Regions from separate parts of the Mus musculus genome. Here all the other regions are linked to region 1. The links are chromatin contacts, called in public Hi-C, HiChIP or PLAC-seq and promoter capture Hi-C maps. All regions are on one chromosome and are shown on one strand. The core of a region is the stretch at or near the end of the contact, and the rest is flanking DNA. Distances in the headings are between cores, read along the strand shown. Region 1 holds the start of Pla2g15 (phospholipase A2, group XV). Region 2 holds the start of Sntb2 (syntrophin, basic 2). Region 3 holds the start of Zdhhc1 (zinc finger, DHHC domain containing 1). Region 4 holds the start of Atp6v0d1 (ATPase, H+ transporting, lysosomal V0 subunit D1). Region 5 holds the start of Ripor1 (RHO family interacting cell polarization regulator 1). Region 6 holds the start of Tango6 (transport and golgi organization 6). Region 7 holds the start of Ctcf (CCCTC-binding factor).

Region 1 (3,105 bases), core at 333-2,832:
TTTCTGACTTCTGCAGGCACCAGGCATGTATGTGATACACATACATGTAGGCAGAAATACTCATACATCTAAATAAAACAAATAGATCGTTTAAAAACAAAACAAAACAAAACTTTCTAAGCTGTGAGGTGATGGCACACACCTTTAATGCCAGCTCTAGGGAGGCAGAGGCAGGGGGATCTCTGTAAGGTTGGGGCCCAGCTTGGTGAGTACCAGGATACCCAGAACGGCCGAGAGAAATCCTCCTGTCTCAAAAAACCAAAATACAATTTAATAAATAAATAACTTCCTATTTTGCTATAAAAACTAGAATTGTTGGCATTAACGTGGGGTCAGCTGTTTACCAAGAAGAGGGAAGGAAGAGGTGGGGGGTGGAGCAGAAGTCTTGGGACCAAGCAGTGTCCCAGAAGCACAGTTGGCCTTCAGAAGGAAGTATGTAGAGGGTTATTTCTCAGAAGCACTGGTCAGTTCACCCCCAGAGTGTTGGCATATTACTGGGTGTTGAGCCTTTTGCCTACTACCGTCTGGGCCCCAGCTCCTCGCTCCAGTCAGTCTTATGCCCTTCCTGAGTCCTCAGGCTTGCGCGGACAGGGGCTAAAGTGCCAACATGAGCTCTCGAGCCCTGTTCTTTGCAGGGGAATCCTACAGAGAAATGGTTCAGACTTTCAGATCCAAACCACTCCCAACTCTATTCGTGTGCTGCACTTACAGAGTGACAGACCGTTTGAAACAGGCTGATCTCTGGGCCGTAGTGCCGCAAGCCTTTAATCCCAGCACTTGGGAGGCAGAGGCAGGCGGATTTCTGAGTTCAAGGCCAGCCTGGTCTACAAAGTGAGTTCCAGGACAGCCAGGACTGCACAGAGAAACCCTGTCTCGAAAAACAAAACAGAAAGAAAGAAAGAAAGAAAGAAAGAAAGAAAGAAAGAAAGAAAGGAAGGAAGGAAGGAAGGAAGGAAGGAAGGAAGAAAGAAAGAAAGAAAGAAAGAAAGAAAGAAAGAAAGAAAGAAAGAAAGAAAGAAAGAAAGAAAGAAAGAAAGAAAGAAAGAAAGAGAGAAAAAGAAAGAAAAAAGAAAAGAAAGAAAGGCTGTTTTAGCTTCTTCTCCCAGACCTGCTTCTTGGGTTCTAACATGCATTTCTACCGGCAAGGCAGACAGTAAAAGTTTTCTGGACGTGGGCGGCCAAACCTAGATGCCCCTGGGGATGCCAGTGTAAAGGCCGTATAAAGGTCCTGGACAGCTGCTGGTCACCCGAGTTCCAAAACACTAACTTCCTCTTTTTTTGTTTAGAGACCATTCACCCATAGCAAATGAAGGGCATGTTTTTGGTCCTTGTGCTGTGGGAAGGCTAGGAATTAGGAATGAGAACTACTTGAGTGGACTTTGAGAATTGTTCTGTGTTGGGTTCACGGTGAGGTGAGATGGGGCTGTGTAGGAGCAGGGCGACAGCTGGGATGATAAGCGGCTCCCATCGGTTGGTCGATCGATGCGTTCGGCGCGCAGCAAAGTCCCGGAGGTGGGCATGGGCGGGTGGTGAGCTCCGGTGGGAGGGACGCTCGTGGCGGAGAGTTGCAATTGGTAGAGCCTTAGCAAGAGGCGGGTCTTAATTGACTGGTATCTGCGAGCGGTGGGGTTAACTAGCTGAGCTGCGGCCCGGGCCTAGGCACGATCCCTAATCTCTAAAGCAGCCCCTTGGACCTGCGACCACAGTCTCACGCCATGGATCGCCATCTCTGCACCTGTCGCGAGACCCAGCTCCGGAGTGGCCTCCTGTTACCTCTGTTTCTACTAATGATGCTGGCAGACCTGACGCTCCCGGCCCAACGTCACCCCCCGGTGGTGCTGGGTGAGACTCGTGTTCAGGGTGGTGGTGGGTGGATCCTGCAGGATCCAGTGCAGCCAGGGTCTGGTGGGCCAACTGCTCTGTTGTGCATCTGCTTTAAGCACGAAACCCAGAGCATTTGGTTTCTAACCTGGGTCAGTTCGGTTAGCCCACCTCCCGCCATACCGGGCATGGGTGTGGTCTGGAGCCCTCTGAAACGTGAGAGTAAAGGGAATAGATAATGTCTGGCTTTCCACTCCACCTAACTGCAACAGCTCCAAACCTTGCCTCGCCATGCCCCCATTTCTTAGCTGGAAAGACTGAGGCAATTCAACCCTACTTCAGCGGGTTCCTAGGCAGTCTCAGAATCGGTCATTACCTCCTACCCTCTCTATTTCACAGGGAATGAGTGGTAGCAAGTTCTATCCACGCTGGCCCCCAAAAGCATTTCTCTGCTCTCAGCTTATGGAATGGATGGTATTGACTTTCGAGGAGATGGCCTAAGGGAAACAGGGTGGCTAAGGGAAGGGAGGAGAGAGGAATGGGGTTGGGACAACAGTCTTGAACTGGCGTTGAGGGAGTCCGGGAGTCTGAGAGCATGCCTCCACTCTCCGCTTCCAGACCTAATTACTCTAGGCTGTACTGAGGCCAGGTGACATTCCCTGCCCACTTGCTCTTCTGTCTTAGACTTGGCAGCGGAACAGAAATAACAATGTTTCTATGTGGTAATAGGCCAGGCTAAAATCTCTAGGAGTCTTAGATGCCCCATTCAGCCAATGGAAGTCGTTTTGAACTGGTGTTTCGCTGGCCAGGACTCCTGAGAACAGAGACATGCTGAAACGTACGCTATATATATGTTTATGTATGTATATGTGTGTGTGTGTGTATATATATATATATTTTCTTTCTGCTGGAGCATAAATTCCTGTGCTCTTTCTTCCCTTTTTTCTTTTTGTCTTGTCTTAGACAGGGTTTTTCTGTGTAACCCTGGCTGTCCTGGAACGCACTCTGTAGACCAGGCTGGCCTTGAACTCAGATACCCACCTGCCTCTCCCTCCCAAGTACTAAGATCAAGGGTGTATGCCACCATGCCTAGCTGAGAAACCCTCTCTTGAAAAGCAATGTCATTCTAGGTCAGCGAAGGGGATGGGGGATTCTGAGCCTAGGTTCCCTTTGAGATTTGTATACAGCTGGACCTGCCTCTCTCAAGCTTCCTGGATGGTAGTAATAGTGCCTCTCAGAGAGGTCATCCTGAGAGGTGAGAGAGAGAGGTGTGGGAGCGCTGGG
Region 2 (3,105 bases), core at 360-2,859, 790 kb after region 1:
CTGGCAAACTTATAGAATCAAGACAGAACCCTTCAGGACTTGGTTATTTGAAGCCTTGCACACTCACTACCTAATTCCACTAACCTTATGTCTTGTTCACATTGGCAACTTCCTAAGGAATCATCACAGATGGTTAATTTTTGTGTGTGTGTGTGTTCACTTGACTGGGCTAAAAGACGCCTGCCTGGATGGACAGATGTAAAACCGTTCTGGGTGTGTCTGTTTCCGGAAGAAATTTTTTCCATGGTGACCTGAGTAGAGAAGATTGTCCTCAACAGTGGGAACCGGCACCATCCAATCAGGTGAGGGCTGCCAGGGAACAGTAAGACGCGGTATACTCACTCTATGAAAACTGGGACATCGCTCTCCTGCCACACTTCAGGGCTCCTGGTTTTTCATGGACTGGGCCAGCTTTTACATAGTAGCTTTCCACTCCGACCCTGCTCCCCCGCTTCTGCCCCCTCAGGCCTCTCTGGTCTTCTGATAGCTTCAGATTTCTACCTAGTCCTCAGGTCTTTGGATTTGGATTCAGAGCCTTTTTCTGCAGATGGCAGATTGTGGAGTTTAGCCTCATAATCTTGTGGCTAATCTCGCACAATCTTTGTTAACTATATATACCCGTTGGTCTGTGGGGAACTCTAAAACATCAGCATGCTGCAAATGTCTTTGACCTTGCGCACTGTGGGTTCCCAGTGCTTAAGAAGACAGGTCCCGGGCTGGCGAGGTGGCTCAGTGGGTAAGAGCACCCGACTGCTCTTCCAAAGGTCCAGAGTTCAAATCCCAGCAACCACATGGTGGCTTACAACCATCCGTAACAAGAACTGACTCCTTCTTCTGGTGTGTCTGAAGACAGCTACAGTGTACTTACATATAATAAATAAATCTTTAAAAAAAAAAAAAAAAAAAGAAGAAGACAGGTCCCCTCTAATTACAGGCCAGCAGACAGGTGATTTTTAAAAGCAGTGACAAAGTCTTGGATCCACACCTTTGATCCCATGTCACTTATGCTGTGTCCCCTGCTTGTGCTCACACCAAGACTAACCAAATGTTGTTTTATCCTGTTCTTAGGGAGGTCTGCAGTCTTTTTAACCACAGAGAATCACACCTAGCTGGTTGCCTCTGTTTTTCTTTCCCATTAGACCACAAGCTCTCTCGGCTGAGGTGCATTTTATTCAGTGTGTCTCTAGGGCCTTAAAAGGAGCCCAGCACACCTCTGAGCGCTCAGGGCTGCTTTTTTTTTTTTTTTTTTTTTTTTTTGCAATGAACCAATCAATGCAAGAATGAACGCGCCAACCCGGCCCTGCAGGATCGCAAAGAGCCTCTCTACAAGCTGACTTTGCTCTCCCTGCCCGGGCAGCTCTCGTAGAAGAGGTGAGGAGTTCGAGGAGGTCACGGAGAACCAAAGCAAAGGACGGCGGGGTGCCTCGCTGCACGAGGCGCTGCCCACCTCCGAAGAGCTTTCAGTGAACCAGGACAACCTCGCCTCCCGGAAGCGGCCTCGCCGGCCTTCCCCCCGCCCCTCCGGAAAGTGGGCGTGGCCCTCATGAATAATGAATCGCCGGGGGGAGGGGAGGGGTCCGCCCCCCTCGGGCGGGAAGGGGGAAGCGCCGAGGCTGCCTGACTGGAATCGGGGGAGCTGCAGCAACGGCGGCTGCGGGAGCAGGGCCGGCCATGGCGGTGTGGACGCGGGCCACCAAAGCGGGGCTGGTGGAGCTGCTTCTAAGGGAGCGCTGGGTGCGGGTGGTGGCCGAGCTCAGTGGCGAGAGCCTGAGCCTGACGGGCGACGCCGCCGCAGTCGAGCCTGAGCCGCCGGCGGCCGCCTTCAACGGTCTTCCGAACGGCGGCGGCGGCGAGTCTCTGCCCGGGAGCCCGAACCGTGGCCTGGGGCCGCCCAGCCCTCCCGCGCCGCCCCGCGGTCCCGCGGGGGAAGCGAGCGCCTCGCCGCCCGTGCGCCGAGTGCGAGTGGTGAAGCAAGAGGCGGGCGGCCTGGGCATCAGCATCAAGGGCGGCCGCGAGAACCGGATGCCGATCCTCATCTCCAAGATCTTCCCGGGGCTGGCGGCCGACCAGAGCCGGGCGCTGCGGCTGGGCGACGCCATCCTGTCGGTGAACGGCACCGACCTGCGCCAGGCCACCCACGACCAGGCCGTGCAGGCGCTGAAGCGCGCGGGCAAGGAGGTGCTGCTGGAGGGTGAGCGGGGGCCGAGCGGGAGGCGGCGGGGTGGCGGCCTGGGCTCGCCTGCGCGCACTTTGTTTCTGCCCACCCTGACGCCTGTGCGGGGCTCGCCGGTTCCCTCCGCCCCGGCCACCAGACCTCCTCTTGTGGGGCTCCAGAGTGTGGAAAAACTGAGGCGTCCAGCGAGAAGAAAGTTGGGCAGCCACCGAAGTGTTACTTTACCGCCCCTTAGCGAGACTCAGCTGAGATTTAGGGGGTGGGGGGAGCAGCAGCCGCGTGCGAAGCTCACCCCTAAGTCTTGCACGATAAGCTGACACTAAGCACTAACTACCGGGAGAGCGATCGGCTCGAGTTCTTTAGTCTCCTTTTTTTCCCTGTTGGGAAGCGTTGGTTGGACGCTTTCTTTAGTCACCTCGGGCTCCCCGGGCGGGCCGGTCTATTAAATCCATCCACACCGATGCCAGCAGTTTGCTTGGGCAAACCACCAAAGCACTGGTTAATTTATGGGAATTTAACCCATCATTGGCTCTCAACAATAACCAGAGAAGATCACAGCACTTTGTGGAAGGCAGAGAGCTGATACAGCAAGTTTGTGAGGTTAATGAGCCTTGTTTAACAGTGGAGGCTCACGTGTTTGAGCATTTTACTGCCAACTAGAGTTTCGCCCCTTTTGCAAGAGCCCGGTGCCAGCTTCCTATCGCTGGCAGGCGTGCTGCCGCAAGACCAGTAGACATTTTATAAGAATCCTGAAACGGGTACCATCACATATGTGTGAATAGCCTTTACCTTAAGTGTAGATGCGATCTTGTGTGCAGCGTTTCACGCGTATCGATGTAACTGAGGCAGAATTAAATCTCATCTCCAAAGACTCATACATGTTGAAGGTGATGGAATATTGTAAGTGAGAAGCCAGTTGCTTGCTTTAGAAA
Region 3 (3,105 bases), core at 175-2,674, 650 kb before region 1:
AAGTCATTAAGAACAAAGGGTGACAGAACAAAGTAAGAAAAACAATAGGGGGAGAAAAATCTAGGCTAATTAAACACCACAGCTGCTTTTATTACATCTCCTGGTGATTATCTGTATACAGCTGGTCTCCCACAACCAAAACATCAGCTCCACAAAAGGAGTGACCACCCTCATCTAACCTAGCTCGCCCTTGGTAAAGGAAGTGAAGCCACCCACTTCTTACCAGCTCTGCTACCCTAAGATCACTGAGCCCTTATGCTGTTTCCATAATAACAGCCGTTGCTGCCACTTAGAAGGCACTTATTCTACGCCAGGCGCTGCTTGAAGCGCTTACACAGAAATTCACTTAATTCAATACTCTGAGGTAGCCCTATGATTTCAAACTGTTCCCACAGATCTCTAGTCCTTGGTCTCATATGTGGCCTCCCCCATCCACCCCACCTCCACGATCCCCTGTTACTTTGTCTCATGACACGTGACACGAGAACATGACAACAACACTCCGTATGCACAGATGAGGACCGGGAGAGATTTGTGGGTTCCAGGAGGCTCGGCTACACTCGCTGCACTATGGTAATCTTCAAATGATTTCTGCTCAGCAGACAGAGAGGATAAAGCCCTTTTGAAAATTTGAAACTCATTAAACGCTTCAGGGACTCCCTTCACGTTCTGGGATAAAAGTTGAAAACCCTCACTTTAGGAACTACCCTAGCATTTCCGTCCCATACTATACTAATGCTCTGCTACCTGGACTTTTTTGTTCGCTTTTCCCTCTTTCAGAAACACCCTTCCCCTAGTCGCAATTCCGGCTCCTTCCCAGCCTCCGTGTTTAAGCATCACCTTTAGGGCCCACCCGAACCCTTAATGAGACCTGAAATTACTCTAGTCACGTGTCTGGCGCCTGTTTCCCCAACCCATCACTTAATTCTCTGTGGGTTGCGAAGGCTGAAGGCTCGGAGGCCCGACGCATGGCACATTGCCTGGCGATCGGTGGGCGCTCAGTGCGGATCTATGGCCCTGATTAATGATAAAAGGAAGTCCCGCGCTCCACTGGGTCGGCGAAACCCAGCAGCAGGCCGAGACAGGCCCAGAGTCCCGCCAGGCACCGGCGCAGCGCGGGCCGGTGGCTCAGGCCAAGCTCGGAGGTGAGAAACGCTGCAGCCGCTCCTCACCTGCGCGTGGTGGCAGCCGCGCCAGATGCGGCCTGCCAAGGTCAGCCAGCGGCTCGGCCCCGCCCTGCCCGTCCACCCTCCCCAGGGCGGCCGCACTTCAGACCGTCCGGGCAAAGTCGGTCCCCCGGACACGGAGGAGACGCGTCCCGGAGCGCGGCTCCATCCCGGACGGAGGTTGGGCCTCAGAGTCCTTCCGCCTTAGCAAGGACCCGCTGGCAGTGCAGCCGTGCCAGGCCAAGGCAGGCTGGGCCTTGCCCGGCGCGGGGCCCGTTCCCCTGGCAACAGCGCGAACTACGGCGCCCCACAGCGGCCAAACCGCGCTGCGTCACTTCGCAGGAGCATCGTGGCTCTGGGCGGAGTTTGCCAAGTGCCCCCTGACTCTAAAGCATGCCCACTCTCATTTTCCCCCATAACCTTTCACAGGGAAAATACACTCTCTTCCACCTCCCATCTACAATTTGTCTTCCAAGAATCCTACTCTCCTCAAAACGTGTCATGTATCTAGTTTCTCCTCTAAATCACTCTTGGGAAGACCCCAACTAATCTAGGGTTTTTGCTCATTTTCTTTTATTTTAAATTGTGTGTGAGTGTGTGTACATGTGCGCGCACGTGTGCATGTGTGTATTAGAAACAGGGTCACATGCTGGCCTCAAATTTGCGATTCTCCCACCTTTGCCTCCCAAATTTGCTGGAATTCTAGTAAAGATATGGCTGCTGCACTCTCAAAGTATGTGTTAAGTGCCAGGCACATCATGAGGAGCACTCAGGGATTCCTGCCCTTGAAGGAAATAACAGGTTGAAGGAGACAGACCTAAACAAATGCCTTACCCAACTGAAAATGTGAGCAACTACAATGTAAGGTGTGAAGTATAAGAATTTAGTATTGATAACACAAAATGTCTAATTTTTTTCTTCAAATGTTTTGTTTTTTGTTTTGGGGGGTTTTATTGTTTTTGTTTAGGGGTGTGATGGGGATTGAGACAGAGTAGTAGCCCTGGCTGACCTGAAACTCACTATGTAAACCAGGCTGGCCTCAAACTCACAGATCTGCCTGCCTCAGGCTCCAGAGTGTTAGAATTGAAGCATGTGCCACCACATGCTTTTTTTAAGAAAAGATTTATTTGAGGGGAGCTGAAGAGATGGATCATAGGTTAAGAGTAATGGCTGTTCCTCCAGAGGTCCTGAGTTCAATTCCCAGCAACTGCATAGGGGGTGGGGTGGGGTGTTCATAACCATTTATAATGGGATGTGATTCCCTCTCCTAGTGATATATATATATCACTCATATATATAAAATAAATAAACAAACCTTTAGAAAAAGATTTATTTGTGGGTCAGGGGGAGTCAGAGAGATGGCTCAGCAGTTAAGAGCACTAAGCACTCTTCCAAAGGACCCAGGTTCAAACCCTAGCACATGTATGACAGCTCACAACTGTCTGTAACTCCAAGATCTGACACTCTCACACAGACACACATGCAGGCAAAACACCAATGCACATTTTTTTTTTAAAGATTTATTTATTTATTATATGTAAGTACACTGTAGCTGTCTTCAGACACTCCAGAAGAGGGAGTCAGATCTTGTTACAGATGGTTGTGAGCCACCATGTGGTTGCTGGGATTTGAACTCCTGACCTTCGGAAGAGCAGTCGGGTGCTCTTACCCACTGAGCCATCTCACCAGCCCACCAATGCACATTTTAAAAAATTAAAATAAAAAGACTTGTTTGGGGGCCAGGAATGACAGCTCATGCCTTTGATCCCAGCACTCTGGAGGCAGAAGCAAGAGGATCTCTGTGAGTTTAAGTCCAACCTGGTCTATATAGTGAGTTTCAAGCCACTCAGGGCTATGTAGTTAGATTCTGTCTGGAAAAAGACAATTATTATTATTACTATTTATTATATGTGTTTGTGTCTGTACTCCATGGAGCCAA
Region 4 (3,105 bases), core at 295-2,794, 580 kb before region 1:
GAGCCATCTAACTTTAGATCAGTGGTTCTCAACCTTCCTAAAGCTGCAACCCTTTAAAACACCTTATGTTGTGGTGACCCCCAACTATAAAAATTATTTTCATTGCTGCTTCACAACTGTAATTTTGCTACTGTTGTTAACCATAAATATTTGTGGTTTTCAATGGTCTTAGGTGACCCTTATGACCGTCAAAGGGATGGTGACCCACAAGTTGGAAACTGTTGCTTTAGATTTATGTGTTAAGAAAGAGGAACTTGGGGGCTGGCGAGATGGCTCAACGGTTAAGAGAACCGATTGCTCTTCTGAAGGTCCTGAGTTCAAATCCCAGCAACTACATGGTGGCTCACAACCATCCGTAAAGAGATCTGATGCCCTCTTCTGGTGTATCTGAAGACAGGTACAGTGTACTTACATATAACAATAAATAAATCTTAAAAAAAAAAAAAAGGAAAAGAAAGAAAGAGGAACTTAGCTTTCTGTCACTCTTGTGTAAGAAACTGGTGCCCTGCCGGGCGTGGTGGTGTGCGCCTTTAATCCCAGCACTTGGCAGGTGAATTTCTGAGTTTGAGGCCAGCTTGGTCTACAGAGTGAGTTCCAAGACAGCCAGGGCTACACAGAGAAACCCTGTCTCGAAAAACCAAGAAAGAAAGAAAGAAACAAACAAACAAACTGGTGCCCCAACAGTGCTGGGGTGGGGTGTGAATGCAGGTTGGGGCCAAATACTTGTACGTGAATTTCTGATTTACAGAGCCACCTCTTGCTTTTCCAAACAGTCTTGAAGACTCTACACAGCCAGCGGTTCAGAGCTGGGAGGAACCTCTCGCTAAACTGGCTTAGCAATTCCCCAGGACGACCCAACCCTCAGACCAACACCACCAAGACACAACGATTCTAAAGCCCTTGGGGGAGGAGAGAAGCCTTTTCCATCTAACTTCCCTAGGCACTGCCACCCAACAGGCCTAGGGTTGGGCCAGGGGGAAGAAGCTTGGAGGCGCACTCGTCGCGCCGGCTAACCAATCCTCGGGGACCCGTCCTTCTAAATTATAGGACTAGCTCGACGAGGTTAGAGGCAACCCGAGCCCAGGTAAACCACTGCGGTTCTTGAAGGCTTGTTTACGTCTGGGCCCCCGCGCAGAGCCGCAGCTAGAGGCAGACTCCTTCCTGACATGCCCACCATCAATCAGCTCGCGGGTTCCCAGAGGCCTCGCGTGCCCTTCCCGGCTCAGGGAGGCCCCCCTCAGACAGCCCGGACCCGCGGCTCACCCTCGAGCGTCTCGCACTGCACCAGGTTGAGGTAGTCCGCCTGGCTGAGCACCCCGGCCTTCAGGCCGCGCACTAATCCCTCCAAGTAGCCATTGTCCACGTTGAAATAGAGCTCCGGGAAGAACGACATGGCTGCGGCGGGGGTGGGAGGCGGCAGGGGAGGCGGGGGGCGGCGGGACCAGAGAGCCCCGATCTGCCCGCACGCAACTAGACTCCCCGGATCAGCTGACGCGGCGGCCGCAGCGGGCTGTCAAGTGCGTCAGGTGACGCACCGCGTCTCACGTGACCGCAGTAGGGCCTGGCTCTTAAATGGCTCCAGTTTCCGGGCACCCTGGCACGCATGCGTTACTCTGGAGTGCCCGACCGGCTATAACTGCCCTCCCGGCGCCTGCGCACTAAGGAAAGGCGGCCCTGGAGCGCCTAGCGGAGAGCAAAGAAAGGTCGATGATGGAAATCGACCGCGTGGTGGTGCTAATACCCTCAGGATGCGAGGTGGGCCCTAAGTTGAGTTTTCCTGGGTTTGGCGCTTCTGTCTGGCTTCATTAGGGCCAGCCGGGTAAAGCTGAGCGGGTGTGCTATTCCTTAGGCTGTCGAGGCTGTCTCCTACCAGACAGAAACCGAGGTCCAAGGAAGAGGAGGGGAGAGTTTCGGAGCCAAATGGTTATCCTCCAACTAGACTTTACACCCGGTAAGCCGCACTGCGCCCGCTTTCCCGGCGTTTGTTGCACTAGTTCTCTAGGACCGGGGTGTGGCCTTCTGATTTCCCCAAGGGGCCTGGTGCCTTAAACTCGCCCATATATGTGGTTCAGATGATGGTGTAGCTTAGACCCCGAGGTTATGGTGTGTGTGGTTCCAGCATGACGACGCCCCGACAACCCTTCGACAGCCACGTTTGAAATAACCACAGCTTTAAGGTTAAACCGTCCCATCCTTTATTCTCATCCCCTGCCTTTGCCCAAACAACATCCATTGGCTAGGTGCGACTACAGAGGTTCGTGGCCGTACCCAGCTTGCGGCAGTAGCAAAAGGCATTGAAGAAGCGGCAGTAGCACGTAGCGCACGGGTCGCAGCAAGGTACCTGCTGTCCCAAGCAGGACTCGTGCAGCCTTACACAGCGACGCGGAGAACGAGACTCGCGGTTCTGTGGATCTAGCACCTGCATTCGTAGGGGAATAAGGTTCAGGAAACTCTCAAACCCCGACCCCAGTAGGGTGGCAGTGGACTGAGGTCAGGGAGGGGCTGCAGTTCTGCCCAGGTTGGGTAATCCGGAAGTGGGGAGAGATGATGGTATCTGATGCGCCCTACCTTCTACTTTATCCCTTTCCCTAATGAGTTACCTCCGCCAAAGCTTCTGCCTTCTGCAGCAGAACTTCTTCTGCTCGGTCTGCAGTTGTCTTCTTGAGGCCATTCAGACTTAGACCTGGGGCAGAAGATGTGAGGGCCACACCCACCATGCACCAAGTACCCACCTCCCTAGGTTGGGATTGGGATTGGGGAAGGAGGTCTAAGCCTGGGCGGGCAGGTCTGTGGCCAGCAATGGTCGTTGCCCCACATATCCCCAACCTGACCATACTCACCTGGGAACTCTGGGAACAGAGCCTGGTCAGGCCTTCTGATGCCCTTCAGTGGAGCCACGCCCATCTGGACCCCCAGTGTGGGAGGCAGTGCCAACAGCAGAACACAACTCAGCAACATTGCAGTCAGCATGGCCTGGCTCAGCAGGAAAACCCCCATTTAGTCTCTCCTCATCCTTAGGGTACCCTACCAGCGCTGAGAGAGATGCTCCCAGAAAGTCCCAATTCCTGTATAGTCTTTGTGCTTACCTTTGCTTGCTGATCTTTG
Region 5 (3,105 bases), core at 368-2,867, 550 kb before region 1:
AAGGTCTGAGAGGAGTTGGTCAGAAACTTGACCGAGAAAAAAAGAGAAGAGGTCATCTGCCGAAAAAGTACTTGAAGAATCTTTTGCTGAAGGGGGAAGCTTTAGAGCTAGCCAGAGGTCCAGGGACGACAAGTTTTGAGAGTTCTGGGGAGGGGGGTCTGGAGAGATGGCTCCGCAGTTCAAAACATTGGCTGTTTTTTCCAGAGAACCTGGATTCAATTCCCAGCACCCACAGGCCAATCACTCACAATTGTAATTCCAGTACCAGGGGATCTGACATCCTCACACAGATATACATGCAGGCAAAACACCAATGCACATAAAATAAAACTAAATAAATTAAATAAAAAATAAAAAAAAAGAGCCCGGCAGTGGTGGCGCATGCCTTTAATCCCAGCACTTGGGAGGCAGAGGCAGGTAGATCTCTGGGTGATCTCTGGGTGTTTGAGGCCAGCCTGCTCTACAGAGAGAGTTCCAGAACAGCCAGGGCTACATAGTGTTAGACCCTGTGTTTAAAAGAAAAAAAAATCCTGGGAAAGGGATGGGGGCATTCACAAGGGCATCCAGGGCTCTGGAACAAGCAAGTGTTCTGGGGGAAAAGCCTGGAGGGTTGAGAAAGAGGCTGAGGGTGTCTCTGGAAAGAGCCTAGGGGGATGAAGATGTTGGTATTCCAGAATCCTACCATATCGGGTTGTTGAGACCTACGCTCAGGATCAGTGTCAGGCTCAGAAATTCAGGCACCTCTTAAAATCCATCAGACCACCCCTGAGTATGCCTGACCTACCTCAAAAGATGAGATGTTGCAGGAAACAGGAACGCCAAGAGGTGGAGGATAGGGACAGGGGGTTGGAGAGAGCTAATAGCATCTGGTTAATAATGGGAGGGGTAGGGGATTGGAGTCAGCTTGTTGGTCAGGCCAGCTCTCTGTTACACCATAACTCATTTTTGCCTTTGACCCCCATGGCCAATGTATGTTCCCAGTACGCATACCCAGACCTTACCAGGTTAGTCACTTATATCCCAGAAACAAAATCTGTAACTCCCCAGAAAGCAGTACCCGCTGAGTGGTTACACGCTTGCCTGGCCTAGCTATGAGCCCTATTTATAAGGAAGACGTTGTCGAAAAGGCTCTCTGATCCTACAGCGGGAAACTGAGGCTGGCTGAAAAAGTGGGAAGGGATGAGGGGCAGAACTTCAACCCAGAAGGTGTGCGACGGTTAGGCCAGATTCTGGTTCCCTTATCTAAGCCTCTCCAGACCCTAAGCACTTCCTCCAACCACCCCAACTTTCCGTGTCAGCTCCAAGAACCTGTTTATGGTGACAGGAAGGGAGCCTGAGGTCTTTAGAGCTGCAGAGATCTGGGTAAGAGGCAAGTAGGAGGGGTTCCCTAGCGCCCCCTACCCCAGATTTAAGGTCTGCATGCAGTTCCCAGGAAGCTGTCCGGTTCCCGCAGACACCTTCGCTCTCCCTTCGCTCTCCCTTTCCACAAGCTGGTTGACACGGTAGGCAGACCACTCTGCCGGGTAACTCGCGAAGGCGGAGCGAGCTGTGGGCGCCCCTTCGGGGTGCGGGAGCCGGAGGGGAGCGCAGGAGGTGGGGCCCAGAGGGGCGGGGCGGGGCGGCGGAGAGGAGGGAGGGGCAGGCGCCGGCCGCGGCGACAGCGGCAGCTGCAGCGCGAGCAGGCCGGGCAACGCCGAGAGTACCGACAGCGCGAGGTCCTTGCAGCCCAGCGCAGCCATGTGAGTGTCCGCGCCGTTTCCTAAGGCCGTGGCGGGGAGAAGGGGCGAGCTGTGGATCCCGTGCGTCCTGCACCCGCGCCGCCCATCGGCTCCCGGACTTGCGACCGGGTCCCGCCTCACCCCGTTCTCGCGACCCGGATCGCGCCGTGTCTTTTCTCCCCACCCCCACCCCCACCCCGGGCACGGAGAACGCAGCTTCGCCCCACAAAAGCCGCCGCCTCCGGCTCTGCCGCGCCCGCCGCCTCCTCCCTTCCCTTCCGCGCCCAGGCCGCCACGGCAGTGCCCCGGGGCTCCACTGTGGGCAGGCCCGAGGGCGAGCCTGAGACGCCTTTCTGGGCCTGGGATTGGCTTTATCCTGGAGCCTGCGGTGCGGCAGAGGCTGATCTGGGAATGGGAACGGGGCGACAGGGTGCAGGAGACCCCCTAGATGAGCTAGCTAGTGTTCCTGGCCCTGGTCGACCTAAGCTGCTTTGGGGCCAGGCCCGAGGTGACTGAAGACTGAATTTGCCCGAGGCCACACTCTCCACCCAAACCGAAGCTGAAGCTGGAGAAGGTCGTTTTGGCGGCGGTCGACAGACCCTGTCCCTGGAAATGGAAGCTGCTATGGGGACTCAGCAAACAGTCAGAACTAAGCATCCTGTAGAACTGGTTTGGGGAAGGGGTTGTTCAACCAGGGCTAGAGCCCCGGCTATGTCAGCTTTTAGGACCCTCTGTCCTCCTATCTTAAGTTAAGTCTGAGTGTGACCTCTCTTACCGGCCCTTCCAAATCATTTCTGATGTGCGTGCAGGCTGGTCTCGTGTGTAAAATCTAATACAATAATAACGGTGTCCTGGCCACCGTCTATGTGGCTGCGTGCGTCTTGGACCTGCACATTCGACTGACATGCAGCCTTCTGAGAAGGTGTATGACCATCTGGCAGATGTAAATACTGGGCCAGAGAGGTTAGCAGCATTTTCAAGGTCACACAGCTGGGTTGGGAAGAAGCAAGAATTCACTATCCACCTCTCTAGTATTGACAGTGGGGGTTGGGAGCACTACAGCCGGACAAGGACTGCCAAGGCTCCCTCGTCTACCTCCCACACAGTCCTGGGCCCTGTGGGCAGCAGAGCGAGATGAGCAGTCCCTGGGCCTGGGTTTGGGTGGGAGGGAGGGGAGCGCACAAGGCGTTTGGACTAGGATCTGCCTAGGTGGAAAACCAGGCGAGGAGGGCGAGAGTGAGTCAGAGCGTTCCCAATCCGCCACCGCTGGGACTCGCGACCTAGCCAGACCTAGCCGGGGGAGGCTGTCCAGCTCCCAGAACGCGGCGGGACAGGGAATGTGACCAGCTGACCAGGGAGGAGGCTGGCAGGAAGTGAGGCCACTAAG
Region 6 (3,105 bases), core at 319-2,818, 530 kb after region 1:
GGTGCCACTAGGTGTATGAGTTTCGACCCCAGAGCTCTGTGCTTTCATGTTGCTGCTTTATTTCGACCCCAGAGCTCTGGTCTGTGTGCTTTCATGTCGCTGCTTTATTAAATCTTGCCTTCTACATTTTATGTATGGTCTCAGTGTCTTCTTGGGTACGCGGCTGTCCCGGGACTTGAGTGGTCTGAGTGAGGGTCTCCCCTCGAGGGTCTTTCACCATCACCCAACAAAACCAAGATATTCCAATGGGGCTGTCTGTAGCTAACACATTCACAGATACAGGATATGTGTGTGTGCGTATTTATCTTTAGATTAAAGAATTATTTATTTTACAGTTATGAGTATTTTGCCTGTACGTGTGTCTGTGCCCCACATGAGTGGCTGGTCATCTTGGAAGCCAGAAGAGGGCATTGGATCCCCTAGAATTGGAGTTATACATGGCTGTGAGCCACCTTGTAGGCGATGGGAATTAAACCTGGGTCCTCTACAAGAACAACACCACGGATCCATCTCTCTATCCCAGTGTGTATTTACTTTTAAATGTCAGAAAAAGGAATCAGTAATACAAAGTTGAATATTTTTTGTTACTGTTACTTTTGGGGAGAAAGTTATGAACTTGTCTTGCCACGTCAGCTTCCCTGAACGCTGGTGTCATTGGTGTGAGCTTCTCTTTCAGGGTCTATGTACATCTGTGAACTTTATTTATTGTGTTTCTTTCAGTACTTGAAAATTTACATACTAAAATGTGTATTATTTTTACGAGAAACTATTTCTGTTCCCTCCCCCACCCCCTGGGTTGAAGTACTGAGGACCAAACTCATGGTTGTGTGCTAGAGTGTTATTACTGGATAACATTTCCAATCCTTCATAGCTTTTAGACGGTCTCACTAAGCTGCCTTCACTGGTTTTGAACACGTGATTCTCTATAGCTGAGATTTAGAAGCATGGGCCACCATGCAAGACTACTTGTGTTTTTTTTCTTTTTGTTTTTGAGTCAGGGTCTCTCAGAGTTCCTGGTTGGCCTTGAGCTTACTATGTATGTAGACCAGGCTGACCTTTGGTTCTAAGTACTAGACTTAAAGATACATGTCACCACATTGGTCTTTTATTTTACCTTTTCAATTATATTTTCTTTCTTTTTTTTTTTTTTTTAAAGATTTTATTTATTTATTATATGTAAGTACACTGTAGCTGTTTTCAGACACACCAGAAGAGGGCGTCAGATCTCGTTACGGATGGTTGTGAGCCACCATGTGGTTGCTGGGATTTGAACTCTGGACCTTTTGAAGAGTAGTCGGGTGCTCTTACCCACTGAGCCATCTCACCAGCCCCCTATATTTTCTTTTAAAAAATATTTTGTAAGTTATGCTTGTGCATGCGTGTGTATGCGCATGAGTTGCTGGACCTGAGTTTGCAGGCTGGTGTCTGATAGGGATGCTGGGAATTGAACTGGGGCGCTCTGGGAGAACACAAGAAACTGTATCTTGTTTTTTTTTTTTTTCCCGGAGAAGGGGCGTTCCAGACAGAGTAGGCCCCGCCCCAGGTCTTGGGCCCCGCCCTCCAGCAGAGGACACGCCTCCGCCACATTCAAAATGGCGGCCGCGCTGGCCCACTTGGGTGTTTGAGCACGTCGCAGGTCGCTCCACTCCAATCATGGCGGCCTCCGGACCGGCGGCGGCTGCGCCGAGTGGCGTTCTGGTGACATGTGGTCTGGAGCAGGTTCTGGAAGCGCTGAAGTTGCTGCTGAGCCCGGGAGGTGAGAGGACGAGTCTCGGCGCGGGGCTGGACCTGAGGCTCGCGGGGTCGCGGGTCACCCAGGCTCGCCCTGGCTGCTACCGCATGTTTCCCGCAGGCCCTCCCGGCATCTCCATCCCCACTCCCGGGAGCGCTTGGGCTCTGTGCAGTCTCACTTAAAACTTAAACTGAAGCTCCAGGAAAGGGCCTGCAGTCCGCTGACCGCTGATGCCGGCCGAGGTCCGTTGGGCGCCTCGCTGAGCAGCGGCTTCGGTCCACTGTTTGCTCCAGCACAGCCCTGACACAGGGACTGGAGACGCCTTCACACAGGTGTAATGTGATGTCCCAACCGCTTGAGGGCTCCGAGCCTGGTGTGCACGCTTGAGATTTGTACAAAATGCCAAGTGACCAGAGATGCCCAGCAGGGACGTTTTTTGGCTGAATTTGAGGAAGATTTTTAAGGGTTTCTGTTTTGGTATCAGAGGTGCACAGTCACCTTTAATCACTTGTTGAGTTAACTTCCCAGTTTAGTATTTGAAGAGACCTTGGGAATAGTGAGACCTTGCATTCTCACTGTTGAGTCCCAATTTGTGGTGGTTTGAACTGCCTCTGCCTCCCCAGTGCTGGGATTAAAGGCAAGCATGACCATTCACACCTCCTGCCCCTTTCTTTCTTTAGACAGGGTATCACTGTATAGTTAAGGTTTGTCCTGGAACTCACACCTCAAATCAGGTGGTTATATTAGAGGGATGTCCATGGACCTAGAACTCAGTTCTGCCTGATCTCCTTGTCAGACTAAGGCAGATTATTCAGAATAGAACTTCTGATGGCATCTGGAAACGTAGAAGGGTGTAAGAAAATAGGATCCTAATTATAAGCACAGCATGTCTGGGTGCGTGTAGAATTATCAAGGTAAAGGCAACGTGTGTGATTACAAGGTGAACACTCTCGGTCTTAAATGTCGACCCCCAAACTACAGCTGCAAACATTACAGAGTACTTAGTGGGACGTGAAAAGCAATTAGTAGTAGATGATTGCCTACTAAGCGCCAGTCCCTATAGTCCATTTACTTGTAGATCATTTAGTCCTCACAGCAGTCTCCTAAGTATTAATAGGCATTAATTTTTGCAGAGGAACATACATGTACATTGGAAATTGCCCAAAGTAAATCAAGTTCGTGACAAACCTCAGTTCCTTCACTAAAAGCTTGCAAAATATACTCTCTTGCCCCAATTAAGAGTCAACGGCAGGATACGTATTTTATTTATTTATGTTTGAATGCCTATTTCTGTGAGTGTATGTATGCTGTGTGCATGCAGTAGCCCACAGAGGCCAAAAGAGGGTGTCAGTTTATCTGGAACTGGAGTTACA
Region 7 (3,105 bases), core at 382-2,881, 510 kb before region 1:
GATGATGCTCAAGGGCAGAGACCATGGCTTTGGGTTGGATTCATACCGCCCAAAGGGAGACAGAACAAAACTCCCCCCTGACCTCACATCCTTCTGCACCTATTCCCCAATGTCTGCTCTACCCACAGCAGAACTCAGGCTGCCTTCATGCACTGTCTCTATTTCCTTACTCTCCTGTTTACTTTTTAACCCATTCTACTCAGGTTAACCTCTTCAGTTAATCCATATGAGTCAAGCTAAAGTCACCATGATCTTTCCCAGCTATCTCCAAGGTAATAAACTCAATAGCTAAGCCTCTGGCTGAACTGTACCGGAACTCTCAGCATCTGAAAACCAGAAACCTCTCTTCCTGCCTCAAACTTACTTCTGGTCTTGGATTCTACAATCCAACAGTCTAGACTTGTCTTTCTGTTTACTTCCTTGTCTATTATCCTCTTTCTAATCTTGGACTTTCTCTTCTATCTTTCCTCTAAGTCCAGTCATGGAGGGAAGCTCCACAACAGTGGGTGAATGGACTCAAGATGTTTAAACACATTTGCCTTAGTTACTGACATCTGAACAGTGGGATCTTACATGCTTCTAACTTTCCGATTCTTTTGGGGGGAATAAACAATATCTATTGATAATGGACCAGCATACCCACAACACAGCCCAGATGTATATGAATAGGGCAGAAGCTTGCTGCCAGGTGCATTTGTTATCCAAACAGCTAAAGCAAGAGAACTGGGACTACAATCCCGAGTCACATTCCAAGGCTATGGGGGGCGGGGAGAGAAGATGATTAGAACACCTGCCAATAGGGTCTTCCCGGGAAAGGGAAGGGATTAAGTACCACCGACTGGGAACCGAAATAAAAAGAACAGTCTTAAAAACTTAGACGTTCACGGTGCCAAATACAGCTAAACACGACTGCTGTGGTGTGGTCTGCTATATCTCCGGACTGAGGTGACTCTGTCCCGATTCTCTTAATTTCACATTCGGTTTTCTAAGGCCCTTTTCTTGGGAGGAAGACTACTAAGATCCCCGGGCGAAGCCCCTAGCAGTCGATCTTGAGCACTGGGCAAGTGTCGGAGAAGTGAGAGAGTGCGGGAACTCACTGCATTTGACTCGGCGGCGGGACAGGGTGCAGAGCTAACCCCGGGTGGGAGGAGACCGGGCAGGGTAGAACCCTGGCGCTTCCTCAACCCCCACGGCCCCAGCCCCGCGCGCTTACTTCAGCTCCCCGTCGTCCTCCCGCCCTTCGCAGCTTGGAGGGAAAATGAGCGAGCTAAGGAAATCAGGGCAACTAGGCGGAGACCCGATCGCCCAGAAGCCGCCAGCCTCCGCCCAGGGAAGCCCCACCCCAATGGGAACCAGGCCGCCTCCGCGCCGCCGGCAGAGCCCACGCGCGACCCGGCGAGGGCGCGGGAGGGCGCGTGCGGCGTGACGCCGCGCCTCGCGGCGCATCCCCGTGACGCCATCGCGCCGGCTTTTGAAAGTTGGCGCCCGGGGCCGCCTCCCATGCTGCCCTGCGCCAACCCCTCCCCTCACCTTTCCTCCCCCGCCCTCGTCGCCGCCGGCCGGCCCCCCCCACCCGACTCTTCCCTTATCAGCACCCGCGGCCCCGGCAGCGCCGACGCAGGCGCACTGCACCGCGCCGCCGCCATTTTGTGTCCGAGCCTGTGGAGCGATTAAACCGTGCGCGGAGCTGCTTCTTTGGCGGCAGCGGCGACCAGCAGCAGCCGGTGCGGGCGCGCGGAGCCGGCCGGGGACGCCAGGTGGCCGGAGCGGTGGAGCGGCGGCGGAGCGGGCGCCGCGGGGGGTGTGGCGCGAAGGTAAAGGGGGCCCGGGGTGGAGGAGGTTTCGCGGGCCGCCTCTAGGTGTCACGATGGGGCCGCTCCGGTCGGCGCTGGCTGCAGCCCGGCGCCAGCGCCAGCGCCGCCGCCGGGGGGTGTTTGTCTCCCTCTACCGTCCCTGCTGCGGCGCGGCCGCCGCCATTGCCCGGCGCCGCCGCCAGGGCCTGGCCAACCCCCTCCACGCCCGCCCGCCCGCCCGCTAAGCTTCCCTCCTCCCAACATGGTAGGCCTCTGGCGGCGGTGGCGACAGAGGCCTGCGCGCTCGGCGACTCCATTTTCCTTCCTTTGTCTCTACCCTCGAGGCCGGCTTTTGGCCCGGCTGATCTTCGGGCCACGGCCCGCCCTCTGCCCCTCCCGCGACGGATACCCCTTACCGAGTCTGGACCCTCTGAGGCTCGGTTGCCGCCGCTTGCTTCGCCTAGGGGTTCTGAACCCTCGGCCGGCCGCTTAGCCAGGTCCCGGAACCGTGTGGGTGTCGGGTCCCGACCGACGCGCCTCAGACTCCCCATCTTCAAGTCCAGCCGGTCCCGGAACCTACCCGATCTCCCTGCGTTGCTTCTCCAGCAGCTGGGGTGCTCTCTAGTCTCTCGTAGTCCGATCGTCCCCGCTGCCGGTCTCCGTCGCCGCCGAGTGTCGCAGGCGGCGCTGCTGTGGCTGCGAGCAGAGGGGACCCCTGAGCTGCCGAGAGCTCCCTCTGCAAGGCTGGCTGAGCTGCTCGCGCCTCGACGCCGCCCGAGCGGGCGGGGGAACGCGCGCTCGCCGCCCCCGCCGGGCCCCGCTGCGCCCCCAAACTCACGCCAGGGCATCGCGCGGGACCCGACCGGTGCGGCCCCCAATGGTGCGCGGAAAAAGACACGAATTCCTGCACCAAAGTAGTTTTTCTCCAGCTGTATTCGCACTCTTTCAGCCCCTTGAAACGATAGCAGTCAGACTTGGTGCGCTCAGAAATCTCAAAAGGGACTGAAACTTAATTTCACTCTCATCTCAAGTGATGTGATAAACTCATAAATTCGGGAGCATGGGCTGGTTGCGATGGTACAGGCGACGCTGGAGTTTGCCTCCTATTTAAAATGTCCTGACGCTAACTTTGCACTCCACTTAGGACCTGATGCTCTAGGGCTAGGCTAAGACAGTTCAGCCCCTCTCTAGAGATCGTGCAAACCGATCTAATGCGCCAATAGGGTAGAATGAACTTATTCATGACTGGACTGGTAATTTGACTGTTGGATGAAATGTGAGGGTTGATGTTGTAATTGGATCCTGGGTCACT

What was found. Promoter capture Hi-C pulls out the DNA fragments that hold promoters and counts their contacts. Hi-C and Micro-C count contacts between places; a contact is called where the count stands out from the background. HiChIP or PLAC-seq counts read pairs in DNA pulled down with a chosen protein or histone mark. Capture Hi-C pulls out chosen DNA fragments and counts their contacts.
Region 2: a promoter capture Hi-C map of pancreatic islet shows a contact between it and region 1. The contact joins the promoter of Sntb2 here to the promoter of Pla2g15 in region 1. A contact is called at or near these places in 1 of 39 promoter capture datasets (cranial neural crest), 1 of 484 Hi-C or Micro-C datasets (embryonic stem cells), 3 of 115 datasets of contacts at active chromatin or transcription factors (bone marrow-derived macrophages, extraembryonic endoderm stem cells and pancreatic cancer cells) and 2 of 9 other capture datasets (liver and pancreatic islet).
Region 3: a contact with region 1 is called in an H3K4me3 HiChIP or PLAC-seq map of bone marrow-derived macrophages, with 3 times the contacts expected there. The contact joins the promoter of Zdhhc1 here to the promoter of Pla2g15 in region 1. A contact is called at or near these places in 2 of 39 promoter capture datasets (neural stem cells and pre-B cells), 2 of 115 datasets of contacts at active chromatin or transcription factors (bone marrow-derived macrophages and large pre-B cells) and 1 of 9 other capture datasets (pancreatic islet).
Region 4: a contact with region 1 is called in a promoter capture Hi-C map of pre-B cells, with 7 times the contacts expected there. The contact joins the promoter of Atp6v0d1 here to the promoter of Pla2g15 in region 1. A contact is called at or near these places in 9 of 39 promoter capture datasets (the C10 cell line, embryonic stem cells, fetal liver and 5 more), 2 of 484 Hi-C or Micro-C datasets (CD4 T cells and regulatory T cells), 6 of 115 datasets of contacts at active chromatin or transcription factors (bone marrow-derived macrophages, large pre-B cells, memory CD8 T cells and 3 more) and 1 of 9 other capture datasets (adipose tissue).
Region 5: a contact with region 1 is called in a Hi-C map of CD8 T cells, with 2.4 times the contacts expected there. The contact joins the promoter of Ripor1 here to the promoter of Pla2g15 in region 1. A contact is called at or near these places in 4 of 39 promoter capture datasets (the C10 cell line, fetal liver, liver and 1 more), 3 of 484 Hi-C or Micro-C datasets (CD8 T cells, double positive thymocytes and embryonic stem cells), 8 of 115 datasets of contacts at active chromatin or transcription factors (T-cell acute lymphoblastic leukemia, astrocytes, bone marrow-derived macrophages and 5 more) and 1 of 9 other capture datasets (liver).
Region 6: a promoter capture Hi-C map of liver shows a contact between it and region 1, with 2.5 times the contacts expected there. The contact joins the promoter of Tango6 here to the promoter of Pla2g15 in region 1. A contact is called at or near these places in 3 of 39 promoter capture datasets (hippocampal neurons and liver) and 2 of 115 datasets of contacts at active chromatin or transcription factors (astrocytes and pancreatic cancer cells).
Region 7: a contact with region 1 is called in an H3K4me3 HiChIP or PLAC-seq map of bone marrow-derived macrophages, with 2.4 times the contacts expected there. The contact joins the promoter of Ctcf here to the promoter of Pla2g15 in region 1. A contact is called at or near these places in 5 of 39 promoter capture datasets (3T3-L1-derived adipocytes, fetal liver, hematopoietic stem and progenitor cells and 2 more), 2 of 484 Hi-C or Micro-C datasets (both in embryonic stem cells), 10 of 115 datasets of contacts at active chromatin or transcription factors (bone marrow-derived macrophages, effector CD8 T cells, embryonic stem cells and 7 more) and 1 of 9 other capture datasets (adipose tissue).

What each region holds. Positions count from the first base shown.
Region 1 is chr8:106,148,772-106,151,876 of GRCm38.p6, forward strand. Pla2g15 (phospholipase A2, group XV) reads left to right here and starts at 1,583. Exons shown (of 6, transcript NM_133792.3): 1 at 1,583-1,842. The coding sequence starts at 1,716.
Region 2 is chr8:106,934,131-106,937,235 of GRCm38.p6, forward strand. Sntb2 (syntrophin, basic 2) reads left to right here and starts at 1,610. Exons shown (of 7, transcript NM_009229.5): 1 at 1,610-2,191. The coding sequence starts at 1,672.
Region 3 is chr8:105,495,638-105,498,742 of GRCm38.p6, forward strand. It overlaps Zdhhc1 (zinc finger, DHHC domain containing 1), which reads right to left and starts at 1,425. Exons shown (of 14, transcript NM_175160.5): 1 at 1,173-1,425.
Region 4 is chr8:105,564,520-105,567,624 of GRCm38.p6, forward strand. Atp6v0d1 (ATPase, H+ transporting, lysosomal V0 subunit D1) reads right to left here and starts at 1,545. Exons shown (of 8, transcript NM_013477.4): 1 at 1,264-1,545. The coding sequence starts at 1,393. Agrp (agouti related neuropeptide) reads right to left here. Exons shown (of 5, transcript NM_001271806.1): 2 at 3,087-3,105; 3 at 2,841-2,973; 4 at 2,601-2,683; 5 at 2,176-2,419. The coding sequence starts at 2,970. The coding sequence ends at 2,237. Gm38250 (predicted gene, 38250) reads left to right here and starts at 1,661. Exons shown (of 4, transcript NR_168532.1): 1 at 1,661-1,755; 2 at 1,850-1,951.
Region 5 is chr8:105,603,612-105,606,716 of GRCm38.p6, forward strand. It overlaps Ripor1 (RHO family interacting cell polarization regulator 1), which reads left to right and starts at 1,618. Exons shown (of 22, transcript NM_001081241.2): 1 at 1,618-1,739.
Region 6 is chr8:106,681,500-106,684,604 of GRCm38.p6, forward strand. It overlaps Tango6 (transport and golgi organization 6), which reads left to right and starts at 1,569. Exons shown (of 18, transcript NM_173037.1): 1 at 1,569-1,756. The coding sequence starts at 1,654.
Region 7 is chr8:105,634,907-105,638,011 of GRCm38.p6, forward strand. It overlaps Ctcf (CCCTC-binding factor), which reads left to right and starts at 1,632. Exons shown (of 12, transcript NM_181322.3): 1 at 1,632-1,814. It overlaps Gm5914 (predicted gene 5914), which reads right to left and starts at 2,568. Exons shown (of 2, transcript NR_151742.1): 1 at 2,374-2,568.